Regions from separate parts of the Callithrix jacchus genome. Here region 2 is linked to region 1. A link is a contact called in public Hi-C data. All regions are on one chromosome and are shown on one strand. The core of a region is the stretch at or near the end of the contact, and the rest is flanking DNA. Distances in the headings are between cores, read along the strand shown.

Region 1 (5,845 bases), core at 1,415-3,914:
AATGTTTTGTTGTTGCTGAATTCAGCCTGGTTTTGTGGTTCTTGCCTTATTTCAGTTTGCATCTGTTAGAATGTTTTCGCCCACCCTTTTACCTTCAGCCTCTCTTGGTATCACTTTAGACGGATCTCTTATATGAGGATATAGTCAGATTTTGCTTCGCACTGTAATCTGAGGATTTTTTTTTAACTAAGTAAATTTATACTAAGTAAAACATTTGCTAGTAAACTTAAAGAGATGACGTATTTTAGGTTATCATATTTGATGTTATATTTTATGTTGAAATAGCTATTTTCTGTGCTTAAAAAATCTTTTATATAGGCTATGCCATTTTTTTTCTCATTTCAGTGGAAAAGGCTAGAAAATATATTTTTGAAAATCATGAATTTATATTGATACAGTCAATTCAAATTCAACATTATAGGCTATTAATTTCTTTCATTTATATTTGTTTCTTTTATATTGAGAATATTGATTCTTAATAACATTACCATAATTACTATTTTGCTTTCTCTTACAGTTTTCATAAAATAGCTTGTAAGCCATGCTAATTTTGATATTAACAATCCAAGTTGTGGATGAAGTTTAAGATTTTATTTTTTGTTCTCTTACTGCATGTAGTCAAAATCTAAGATTTTCTTTTTTGTTCTATTACTATATGTAGTCAAATTTTGTTCTATTATTATATGTAGTTTTAAAGGTATGTTAGCATTTCTGTATGACACCGTCTTGCTCTGATGTTTGTTTGTGGGTTAGGTTTTTGAACAGTTTTCTCTAAGTCATCTATCGAAATTGGTTTGTTTAGACTTTCTATCACTACTGGGGTCAGTTTGGGTAAATTGTATTTTCTTAGAATCTAAGTTTCCATTTTATCACATAGGTTTTCAAATTTAAGTGAACTGATTTGTGCAAATTTCTCTCAGGACCTTTTAAACTCCTGTTTTAATGGTATTTTTCCCTTTTGCTTTCTCTCTTTTTCTTGATTTAAAAAATTTTTCTCATTAACATAATATTGAGGATATTGTATCAGCCATTAGTAGATCTGTGGGATGTGGGATCTTGATTCAATAGGACTTTTAATCACTTTTTAACTTCCTTTCCTTTCCCATAGGCTGCTACCCACAAAGTCGATTACTTTTCCAGACACTTCCCTCTGCATTTCCCAGAAGCAGCACTTTCCAGTCAGCAGCCTCTTGTTCTGTGTACTTTCCAACCCTGCCCTTCAGCCCCTCCTGCTGTCAGAGCTCTGACTCATCAGGTATCAGACTTGTTCTTGGAAGTTCCCACTTGGAGTGAGGCCTTCTCCTGAAGGAGAGTGATGAGTCCTCATTGGTGTAATGTGGGTTTCGACACCAAATGGACTCCTCTGCCCTCCCTGTTTCTCTGTGCAGCTCTGCTGGGGCTTCCTGCACCATTCTAGACTGTGGCCCAGATCTCTTCTGGATCTTGGTTCTTTATTGCCTGACTTACATGATGCAGTTTCCCCTGTCTCTGGGTTATGCTGTAGGCATTTTTTATAGGTGCTTTTACTTGCTCTCCTTGTTGATCTGTATGGCTTTTAGGAAGTATCAGGAAGTTTGAATGTAGGCACTCATTATTCTTACTTGTCTGCATTTCCAATTATCTGTATATGTGTTGCTTATTTTTTATTTTTCCTTTTGATTGGATATACGTTCTTTTTTTGGTTGGACATAATACAGATTAAGGATTACCATGATTTCAGGAAAATTTTCTTCAGTTATCTTTGAAGAGTTATTTGGTTGCATTTGCTCTGTTCTTATCTTCAGGAGTGCCAATTTTACTTATGTGGGCTTTTAAGTATTCTTTGTAGTATTTTCAAGTCTTTGTTCTTGCATAATTTTCTTAGGCTTGTCTACCAGTTTTCTGATTGTATTCCCAGTCTTCCCTTTTTTTGTTGCTTTTATCATGACTTTGAACCTGTGACACATTTATTTTTCTCTTGCATTGCTTCTCTGAGCTTCTCCTTCAGCTCTTATAGCTCTTCTTTGAGTTTTAATTTCAGAGATGGGCTGTTTGCTTGAATTTCTTTAATTTCACAAAGAATTTCATAGTTTTTTGTTGCTGAATGCTATAATTTTCTGCTCTTTGTTCTTTGACTTTTGTGTTTTTTCTTGTAGTATTTTTAGTTTTTCCCTTTTTTCCAGGTAGTATTTTTGCATAGCTCTATGCCAGCTTCTTTATGATTATTACTTATTTTTTATTACTTATGTTTTAATGAACCCTTATTTTTCTTGGACTGGCCATTTTTACAAGAAAGTGTGTATGGGCAGGAGAAGGGTGCTTGGGGCTCTCAGCAGGGAACTATGGTAGTGAGAAGATTAGATTTTGCCTGGCAGTGCGTTCTCCTTGAGCCATCTTAGTCCCTGAAGAAAACCTCCATGGTGCTCTGTAGGGTTTTTCTTGTGTTTGGCATTTAGGCCTGTCTTCGGCCCACCACGACCCACAGCTCCACAGCTAGTTACCTTCCATCCTTGGATTTCAACAGGTCACTCTTTCTTCCAACATGGCACATCTGTTCTCTCTCCAACTTGGCTTCTTCTCTGTCTATGGTGCCAGGCAGGGAGCAGGCGTACTCCAGGTGCACCATGTACCCTTGTTGCCTGCCTGCTGAGCAAGAGGACTGTAGTTCACCATCCCCAGTTCCGAGAGAGCCTTGCCCTCAGTGTTCTGGACCCAGGTTTGCAGAAGATACGATGGGTGCTCTTGGTTTACCCAGGGCTGATTTTCAAGGCTTCTTTTTATAGTTTGTGATTTGGGATTTTAGTTTCTTTTTTCTTACTTTCATCAAAGATAGAGATTTCTTTTTATGTTTTTTGTTTCCTTTTGTTTTTAATTTGGCGCCACAAACAAGAAGAGAGCAGTGGTATCTTTCTGCCACTATTTGTAACCAGGATTTCCACATTCTGTAGTTAAGCAATTGTTTGATACTATCCCAAAATGTTTGAATCTTTCTTAATCTCCTAGTGGGAAGGCATGTTTCCAGACACAGCTGGGTACTGCATCAAATAAAACACAAAGCAGACTGGGCACAATCCTGACTGCTAGTGTAAGCATTCCGTTTCTCTTTTTTTATCCACATTGATAATGTGGAAATCACAGCCTCCATCTGTGAGTTTCTACACAGGTACGTCCTCTAGTGTGGCTGGGACAGAGAAAAAAAGTGAATGTGCTCTTTGATCAGATTGGATAATGGAGCAGCAGTTTTTCAGATGCTTCCAGTGGCTTCCAAAAAAGAATTTTTCAGCTGAATGAAAACCTTCAAGGAAATATGTAAATGGGTTTCTCTAACTGTGTAGGTAGCCAGTCTGGTACCCTTAAGCAATAACAGGAGTAACTTTCTTGCTGGCAGGACCAGGCTTTTGTAAACAAGGATTTTGTTTTTCTTTTCTTCCTCTCTCCTCCCTTTCTCCCTTCTCCCTTCCCTTTCTTTCCATTTTGGCACTAAATATGAATACAATAAAATCATCTTGATCATGGTCATTGGAAAGATTTTTATACTATCTGAGATAAGAAATTATATTTAAATTTTCAAGCCTGGGATTTTAAATTCTGCATTCTCTTCCTTTGAGAATGTGATCCTTAAACTGCTGTGTTTTTTGCATCATTTTAATTTTATATAGAAGAACAAGTGATATATGCATAATTAAAACTATGACCTATTTTCAGAGTGCAAATTTTAGAACTAATAAAACTTAGAGTAACTTAAATCCTAGATTTTCATTAAGTTAAACCACAGAAATGAGTGGAAAAACTATTTTCATCTTACTTGAAGGCAGCTGCTCCCATGGGCAGCCTCTTTGAGGCTGATTGGGAAGTGAGGCTTTAGTCTGCCCAATGTGATGCTTCTCAAGGCTGAAAGGTAGCCAGGGCTTTCATGAGAAATACTCCCCAGATCTTACATTTAGTTTGATTTTCATTTTACACATGAGTATAAAGTTGCTTGCTGCTTGCTGTAATGTTGTGCTTTGATAGAAAGCTTTCATTAAGTAGTTAGCAAGTTTTGTCATGTTAACATGATTTTGAGGCAGTCAGATGGCGCTGTGAGATGCACATTGTAGGTCCATACTGTGCCAAATGTTATGCTTGGGGTCAGGTTCCAGCTCATGCTGCAGTCCGAAGGGAGTGGGTGGTTGAGTAGATAGCTGAAAGAACACTCCAGGGGGCTGTCGGCAGGTGAAAGGTAGTTTTATTCAGCAGCTCTCTCAGCAGTAGTTTACTCACGCTATCTTGCTCACAATGTTTGCCCTATCTCAGCTGCTTAGTCTGGTGGCTCCCACACACAGCTACGTGGCCAGCTCTCCCTTCAGGGTCCGCAGCCTAACTCTTTCTCTCTCTGAGTGAGCCAAGCCACGTCCTGGCTCCTCACTGTCCATCTAACAAAGCCATGTTATGGCTACATGGCTATGATAACAACTGGAGTTTTATGCCTGTGCTGTAAACTTGCTGAATCACTGTGAATGTTTACCTTGGCTTATTCTTGACCGAAGTACAGCCATGTTCCTTAAGTGCATATTAGGGATTCCCCTCATTCCACCACATGACAAGCAACATGGAGAATTAGCAATTGGCTACATGTGTCTTAGTTGCCAAGTGCTCATCTTGATAGCCATTCATTTCTTGTTTTCATGTCAGTTGAGATCTCTTCATGCCCTCAGACTCTGCCTTCTCCCAGTGCTTCTTAATGGTCAATCATCATGCAAATAACCTAATGAAAGAGTTGCTTTATAAAGAGGAGTTTTTAAGAATGCCAAGATTTTCATACATTTTAACTGTATCCCAAAGGATGTTACTTAATTTAGAATAAAACTATGTCTCAAAATGTCTATTGGATGATTATCATGTTTTGATTGATGGGACCACCTGGCACATATATTGTGTCTTTAATATTATATATTCTTTTAGAACCTTATGTTAGTGTTTTCTTTATTAAAAAAGATATTGTTTTCTTTATTAAGACAAAAGTGATCTGTTCCCACCTGAGTGCTAGAGTTAGAGTGCTAGGTGCAGCAGTACCTGTGGGAACAGGGACTGTCTTCATTGTGTAAAGACTGCTGGCCACCACTTCCTGTGGGCGTGTGTGCTTATCAACCCCTGTTGGATTGGAGGTAGCATGACCTGCCCTTTTCTGTCCCACAGAAATGCTGTAAGGAGTTATGAGAGGGATTTTGTTTTTACTTTTGAAGTATCACATTAGCTAAAGGCAGAGCAGTACTGTGTTAGCATTGTTATTGTATTAGTTAGCTTGTGAGGGGGGGTCCTACTGTAAACTACATTACTGATAGTCTCTCTTAAACTAGATTTTGGTTTGTTTAGCTAACGGTTCAATGGCTATTACAGCCACAACCCCAGTACTTGACAAGAGATTATTTAGCAGTCTTGAAGGAAGGAATCTGGTTTAGGTTTTGCTTTCTTTTAATAGGCCTACATGGCATCATGTTTTCCTTTGAAGGTAAGGCTTCTTCCTAGTAATTACATTCTTAGCTGACATGACACATTTGAAGGATTTTAAAAGAAAAAAAAAAGCAAACTTCTATTTTTAGAAGCTGAAACCAGAACCATGACTTTGGCGTTGATGAAGAGAAGCTCAGTAATTTAGGACCTGCAGCTTTATATTCTCTCTGAGTCTTCAGTTCACAGTCTTATTTTTAGAAACTGGTTTTTATGCTTGCCTGGAAAGTCTTCTGCAGTAGAATGGAGTTATCTTTTTAAAAAGAACTTAGAAATAGTAAAATAATTTATATGCTGTCAGTTCAGTTAAAAATTTTGATGTAGTAATTGACAAAGGTAGCAATAGGAAGAAAGAATCAGTTGTAGCCTCTACATCTCC
Region 2 (5,845 bases), core at 1,809-4,308, 81 kb before region 1:
TTATATCGTTTAGGAGCAGGACGGTAGAAAATAAGGTCATAGTCTGGACACATTAAATTTTGAGGAATCAGACATAAACATCTGACCATTAGAAACATCAGAGTACAGAAGCGGGCTCCAGAAGAAGAATGAGATCTGAGTCATCTCCATAGACAAAATAGTTTAAGAAGTTTGCGTAAACAAGACAAAACATAAAAACAAGGATGATGACAATCTTGGAAAATGACTACATTTAGAGAATGAAAAAAAGAGAGAGAGGTCTCAGGTAAGTTAAGATAAAAGGCAAAATGTAATTAAGACCTAGAACGTTTAATAAGAGTTTCAAAAAGTAGTAGCTATCATTACAGTAACAAACACCAAAAAGGACCCAAGAAGAGCTGAAAAAACTAGAAGGCCATTGGAATGTGGCAGTGAAAAGTTCTGTGATTTTTTAAAGATGAGGTGGCAATGATTTGGGAAGGAAAGAAGGGAGCAGAGAGAAAGGCACATAACTTGCCAGTTTTTAAAAAGATTAGATAGAGAAATCCACTCTCCTATCTCCAAGGCAAAGACCTACATTCACATTCTAATGTAAACCCAGAGAGGAGCTGGCAAACAGACTGAAGCTGGGAGGGGAGAGAAAAATCCCTTATTTATACCTTATTTATAGCATTTGATTATTTCCATCGTGTAAATACTCCCACCATGGCCAATTTCAAGCTGCCAACAGTTGGCAAAATTCCTGAAAACACAGCAATGTCTTGTTGGTACAAATCAACTCCAGCATACAATCGCAAATCACCTCTTTTATGGTCTACCCTGCAAATGGGCAATTCTGTGACAGCTTTCTCTCAACTGACACTTAATCATTCTCTAGGACAACTTAAAGCAATTCACAGAAGTCTACCCTACTCTCATTACATTTAGCTTTCTCAACGGTACTGCAACTGAAAGAGGTTGGATATTGAAAGCAAAATGGATCCCCAGGATGCGGATCTTCACTAAGTGCTACAAAGTAAAAGACAAGAATCATATTCTCCAAAAAGCCATCAGGTGACCATTTTATAACTTTCCTTTGTTAATGTTATCTCCCTATCTAAACGTCAAATGTCTTAAGGGTAGGGAATTGTATTCAAAACAAGAGCCAAACATCCCACAGGAGTCCCAATTCCAGTGACAGGCAGCAGAGATACAGGAAAAAGCACCTCAGATTAAATCCAGACACCTCAAAGGGTTCCAATCCAGCCCTACTACTTGCTGGCAAGCTGTTAAAGCGTTTCCAGAGGCAGTTTCAACTGCAAAATGGGAACAATAATACCCAGCACACAGGGTCAACCTTAGAATTAACAGGATTACTTCTGGGGAACACCCAGGAGGGGCAGAGGCTTAACCTTCTCTGCTTGCCTGCTTGGGACATTCAGGACATACCAGTATAGTCGCTGGACACTGCTAAAGCGTATTGCCAAGAATAGTTTCTCTGTCTAGAAACTATGGCTGATCAGCTGCTAAGGATTTTTTTAATCATCTACTTCCAGTGACCTCCAACCATCAATCAAAGCCAGAAAACCCTTTCAGGTTGTGTCCTGGACTCTCAGGCCCCACAACACCAAAACCAAAGAGTCCACCTGAAAGTAGTGTCAAGAGTCAAAAATGTTGTGACAAACCAGATGAGAACACAACCTACCAATTAGGTTCCTACTGCGTCCACCTAACATTCAACAGGAAGTTCATCCACAAACCTCAACAGTGGAGTCATTCATCAAATAAACAAAACTCAAGAGAATAACTTTGTTTCTAATATTTCACAAGTTTTCCCCATACATCTTTCCAAATATCCCTGTCTTCATGGTATTTCATAGTCTATCATTTAGGTTATGTTTCCTAGGCAAATTTCTCCAGACGTCTGAAGCAGAATCGGTATCGAGAACTTGAATATATATGGGGGAAGTGTAGAAGTTTACTTTCAATATAAATGACAGGCCTTGAGAAACAAGGCAATAATCTTCAAAACAATTTAATTATTCCACTCCTTAACTACTATTCTTCTACTAACAAGTGCAAGAAGTCATTTAGGTGTAGAAAAGAATAAACTCACTATACCTGTACATCAAGAAGTTTCACATTAGACATCTGCCCTGCAACTTCCAGTTTCCTATATGTTATGTGTGTTCCTCTAAGGCACATGCAAGTGCCTTCTCCAGTAAAACCAGAATAATCCCAGACGCGCAAACAAATAAGGGACAGTGGAGCTTTGAAGATAAAGACCTTCATCCGAAAGATGAATTACCACATTTGAACCTGGTATCTCTATCTTAAGGGCTAATTTTGTTTCTATGAAGCATCTGAACCCACAGCCATACACCTACTTCCCTAACTCCTTCTCCCCCTCCCTCCTTCCCGGCACCCCCGCCCTCCCGCCGCTCGCCAAGCGAATTCGGGCCTCCGTCTAATCCTCCCCCAAAGAAGCGCCGCCCCTTCCTCCGGCTTCTGGAAGGATAGCCCAGCGGCCAAGGCTGGACAGAGCACAGGTAGTACCTAGACAGAAGCCGCGCTGGGAGGCGGATAGAGTGACCCGGCCATTTCCCGCCCCTCGCAGTCAAGTGCAGGGTCGGCCGGGCACCGCCCGCCGGCCGCATAGGAGCAGGCCGGGTCCCTTGGCAGAGCCCGAGCCGGGGCGGCTGACACAATAACCGGGAGGACACTCCGCGCGGGGTCAAGGTGGCCTCCCCGCGCGGCCAGAGTCCGGCTCAGATATCTCGGGGCCCTGGCGCTGACGGGAGCCTGCCCTGGGTAGAGCGGCGCCGGGACGCCTCTGGGCGCCGCGCGGGCTCTTGCCGGGGCGGGTGGAGGAAGCGGCCGGTCGTCGCCAGGCGGGCGGCGAGTCCTTCGTGCTGCCCGCTGGGCCCGAACCCGGCCCGCGCGGAGGACGCGCGCCGGAGACACACGAAGCCCCCCTGCCCCCTGCCGGCTGCGCTTACCGTTCTCCGGTGTCTGCAGAGTCCACCTCCTCCTCCTCCGCCGCCATAGCCCCCGCCGCGCAAGCGCCGGGAGAGCCTCGAAGCCGGCTGACAGGCCAACTGGGCTGTCCCGGGCCGCCGCCCCTCTTAAGGCGGCTCCGATGCCCGCGCATGCGTCGTCCTCGCACTCGCATGGCCCGGCGGCACGCCTGCGCCTGCGCCTGTCTGGCCATGCCTCCCCTACCCCCAGCAGCGTCTTTCTGCCTGTTGCGCCCGGGTGTGTGCGCTGGGCCGGGCAGTCAGTCGAGAGGGACTGGCGAGACTCACCCGACAGAGATAGGAGGTAGCTAATTTTAATAATGACTGTATTCATGCATCATCCGGTCGGTGTTGGCTGTCAGGTGGCACCCTGGGGACCGAGGCGCGCCCAGTCCTGGAAGAGCCTAGCTAGAGCCCGATAGATGGTGCCGTGGCGAATGAAATGCCGTAATCGAGATGCTGTGTGACCCCTCGCCAGCCCTTTCCCGCGGGTGGCGGGGCCAAGGGGAGAGGGCGACTCACAGGAGCCTTCAATCATTTGAGCACTGCTCTCGGTGCTGGGGTTACAGTAGTGGCCAAAACCAGCAACTTCTCTCCCACCCAGCTCTCTAGATGCCTGGAGGGTGAAAAGAGTCGGCGTTTAGGTACTTAGAGTTATTGAGGGAAGATGACTAACCTTAATGGCACCATTTCTTGACCTGTTTTCAAGTCTTTTAGCCATCAGGTACAGCCTGCTTTTTAGTTTTACCACGCACCACTACTCATCCATTTGTGTTTGATGTGTGTCTACTATGGACCCACTCTGTTCTAGGTGCTTGGAAACAATGGATTGAAATACGCCTCCTGTTTTGATAAATCCTACACTAATACATTAACCTTTATTTTAGACACAGTTCATTGCTCTCCGTCCCTGACTCTCCTCCCTTTTTCTCTCCTCTGAGCACTGGTCTAAATCTGTCTTTATCACTCATATAGCACTCAGATTCTTAGCCTTGTGTAATTGTTATAGCATTTTAATAAACATTATTGAGTATCTTTCCAGCTACACAAGAAGGCCCTCTGGGACAGGGATAGTGTCTTCTGTAATTTAGAGAGGGGAAAGCCACGCATAAATTCTTAGGCATTGTAATAACTAATCAATTTTTTATTGTGTTTGATCCAATTCATAAAATATTTTAGGGAAGACCAGAACATATAAAAAACATTTTTACAGGAATTAATGGTTGTTTCATGAAAGGGCCATATATGCAAAGTGACCTCCAAATGCAGAAGGAGCTGAGAAACTAAAGAATGAGACAGACAAATCCAACTTGTCAGTAAAAGGTGATTTATTAGGGAACTTACGGACAGAAGCATGGTCTTGGACAGCAGCAGGACAGGTAAATCTCTGTGCTGTTACTCGTGCAGACCAAGGTTGTTTTGACCTAACAGCAGGTAAGTAAGTATGTGCTCTGATATAATTTGGATGTTGTCCTCTCTAAATCTCATGTTGAATTGTGATCTCTAGTGTTGGGGGTGGGATTTGATGGGTGGTGATTAGATCCTGGGGATGAATTTCTCATGAATGGTTTAGCACTATCCCCTTAATGATGTCCTTGCAATAGTAAGAAGATTTCTCTCGTGAGATCTGGTTGTTTAAGAGTGTGTGGTACCTACCCCTCACTCTCTTGCTCCTACTATAGCCATATAAGATGCCTGTTCCTGCTTTGCCCTCAGCCATGAGGGCAAATGCTCCCTGAAGCCTTCCCAGAAGCCAAGCGGGTACCAGCACCATGATTCCTATATAGCCTGCAGAACCATAAGCCAATTAAACTTCTTTTCAGGCCAGGCGTGGTGGCTCACACCTGTAATCCCAGCACTTTGGGAGGCTGAGATGGGTGGATCATGAGGTCAGGAGTTTGAGATCAGCCTGGCCAAGATGGTGAAACCCTGTCTCTTAAAAAAAAAAAAAAAAAGAAAAGAAAAGAAAAAAACTTTTCTTTATAAAATTACCCAGTCCCAAGTATTTCTTTTTTCTTTTTTTCTTTTTGATGGAGTTTCAGGCTGGAGTGCAGTTGCTCAATCTTGGCTCACTGAAAACTCTGCCTCTCACGTTCAAGAAATTATCCTGCCTCAGCCTCCCGAGTAGCTGGGATTACAGCCACCATGCCTGGCTAATTTTCTGTAGTTTTAGTAGAGACAGGATTTTACCATGTTGGCCAGGCTGGTCTAGAACTCCTGACCTCAAATGATCCGCCTGCCTTAGCTTCCCAAAGTGCTAGGATTATAGGCATAAGCCACTGCACCAAGCCATACTTCTTCATAACAAAGAACAGCCTGTCACATGCTCTTATACAAGGAATGATAGATAAAGTAGAAAACTTGGAGGCCTTCCCAAAACTGGGGTTACTCAGAAATCAATGTGGTGGATTAGCATCCAAGATGGAGTTACTTTAGCCTCCACGATAGTGTTGCCAGACACTTGTAGTGTGTTTGCAGAAACTGATCCTCTGCTGAAATATCCTAGCTTGGCTGTGGTGAATACATTTTAAACAATCCTGCCAGCTCCTGCCAACCCTGAGCTATGTAGGGCATTCTGTTCCGAGAACTTTGTAGTCTGAGACACCTGGCATCTTTGTAACCAATTTTCTGAGAAACAGGGCCCACTGGCCCATACATCCTGTACCTGCAACTGTGTAACTGCACCCTACATCCTCAGTGAAAAACAACTTTAAATAGAATTTTGTTATTATGAACCCCCCCCAACCTGCTCCTTCTGCTTCTGTCATAATCTGCTTACTACCCCCTGACCCTATGCTAGAGTTTATGCAGAAACCGACAAGCAGTGCATGGGACTATAGGACTTCATGCTCTTCCTTAACTCTAGGAGT

Evidence for each region. Hi-C and Micro-C count contacts between places; a contact is called where the count stands out from the background.
Region 2: a contact with region 1 is called in a Hi-C map of skeletal muscle, with 4 times the contacts expected there. The contact joins the promoter of ABHD5 here to the enhancer-like site in region 1.

The regions. Positions count from the first base shown.
Region 1 is chr15:26,366,595-26,372,439 of calJac240_pri, reverse strand. The region is part of intron 4 of ANO10 (anoctamin 10); the gene reads left to right. Among named protein-coding and RNA genes, the nearest start is that of ANO10, 30 kb to the left of the region's middle. Within about 2 kb of position 2,664, at least 4 of the 16 cell types and tissues checked have an H3K27ac peak or open chromatin away from gene starts, as enhancers often do. A contact at or near this core is called in skeletal muscle, where this site is marked.
Region 2 is chr15:26,448,267-26,454,111 of calJac240_pri, reverse strand. ABHD5 (abhydrolase domain containing 5, lysophosphatidic acid acyltransferase) reads right to left here and starts at 3,058. Exons shown (of 8, transcript XR_013527251.1): 1 at 2,958-3,058. It overlaps LOC118147822 (a long non-coding RNA gene), which reads left to right and starts at 3,160. Exons shown (of 2, transcript XR_004734425.3): 1 at 3,160-3,279.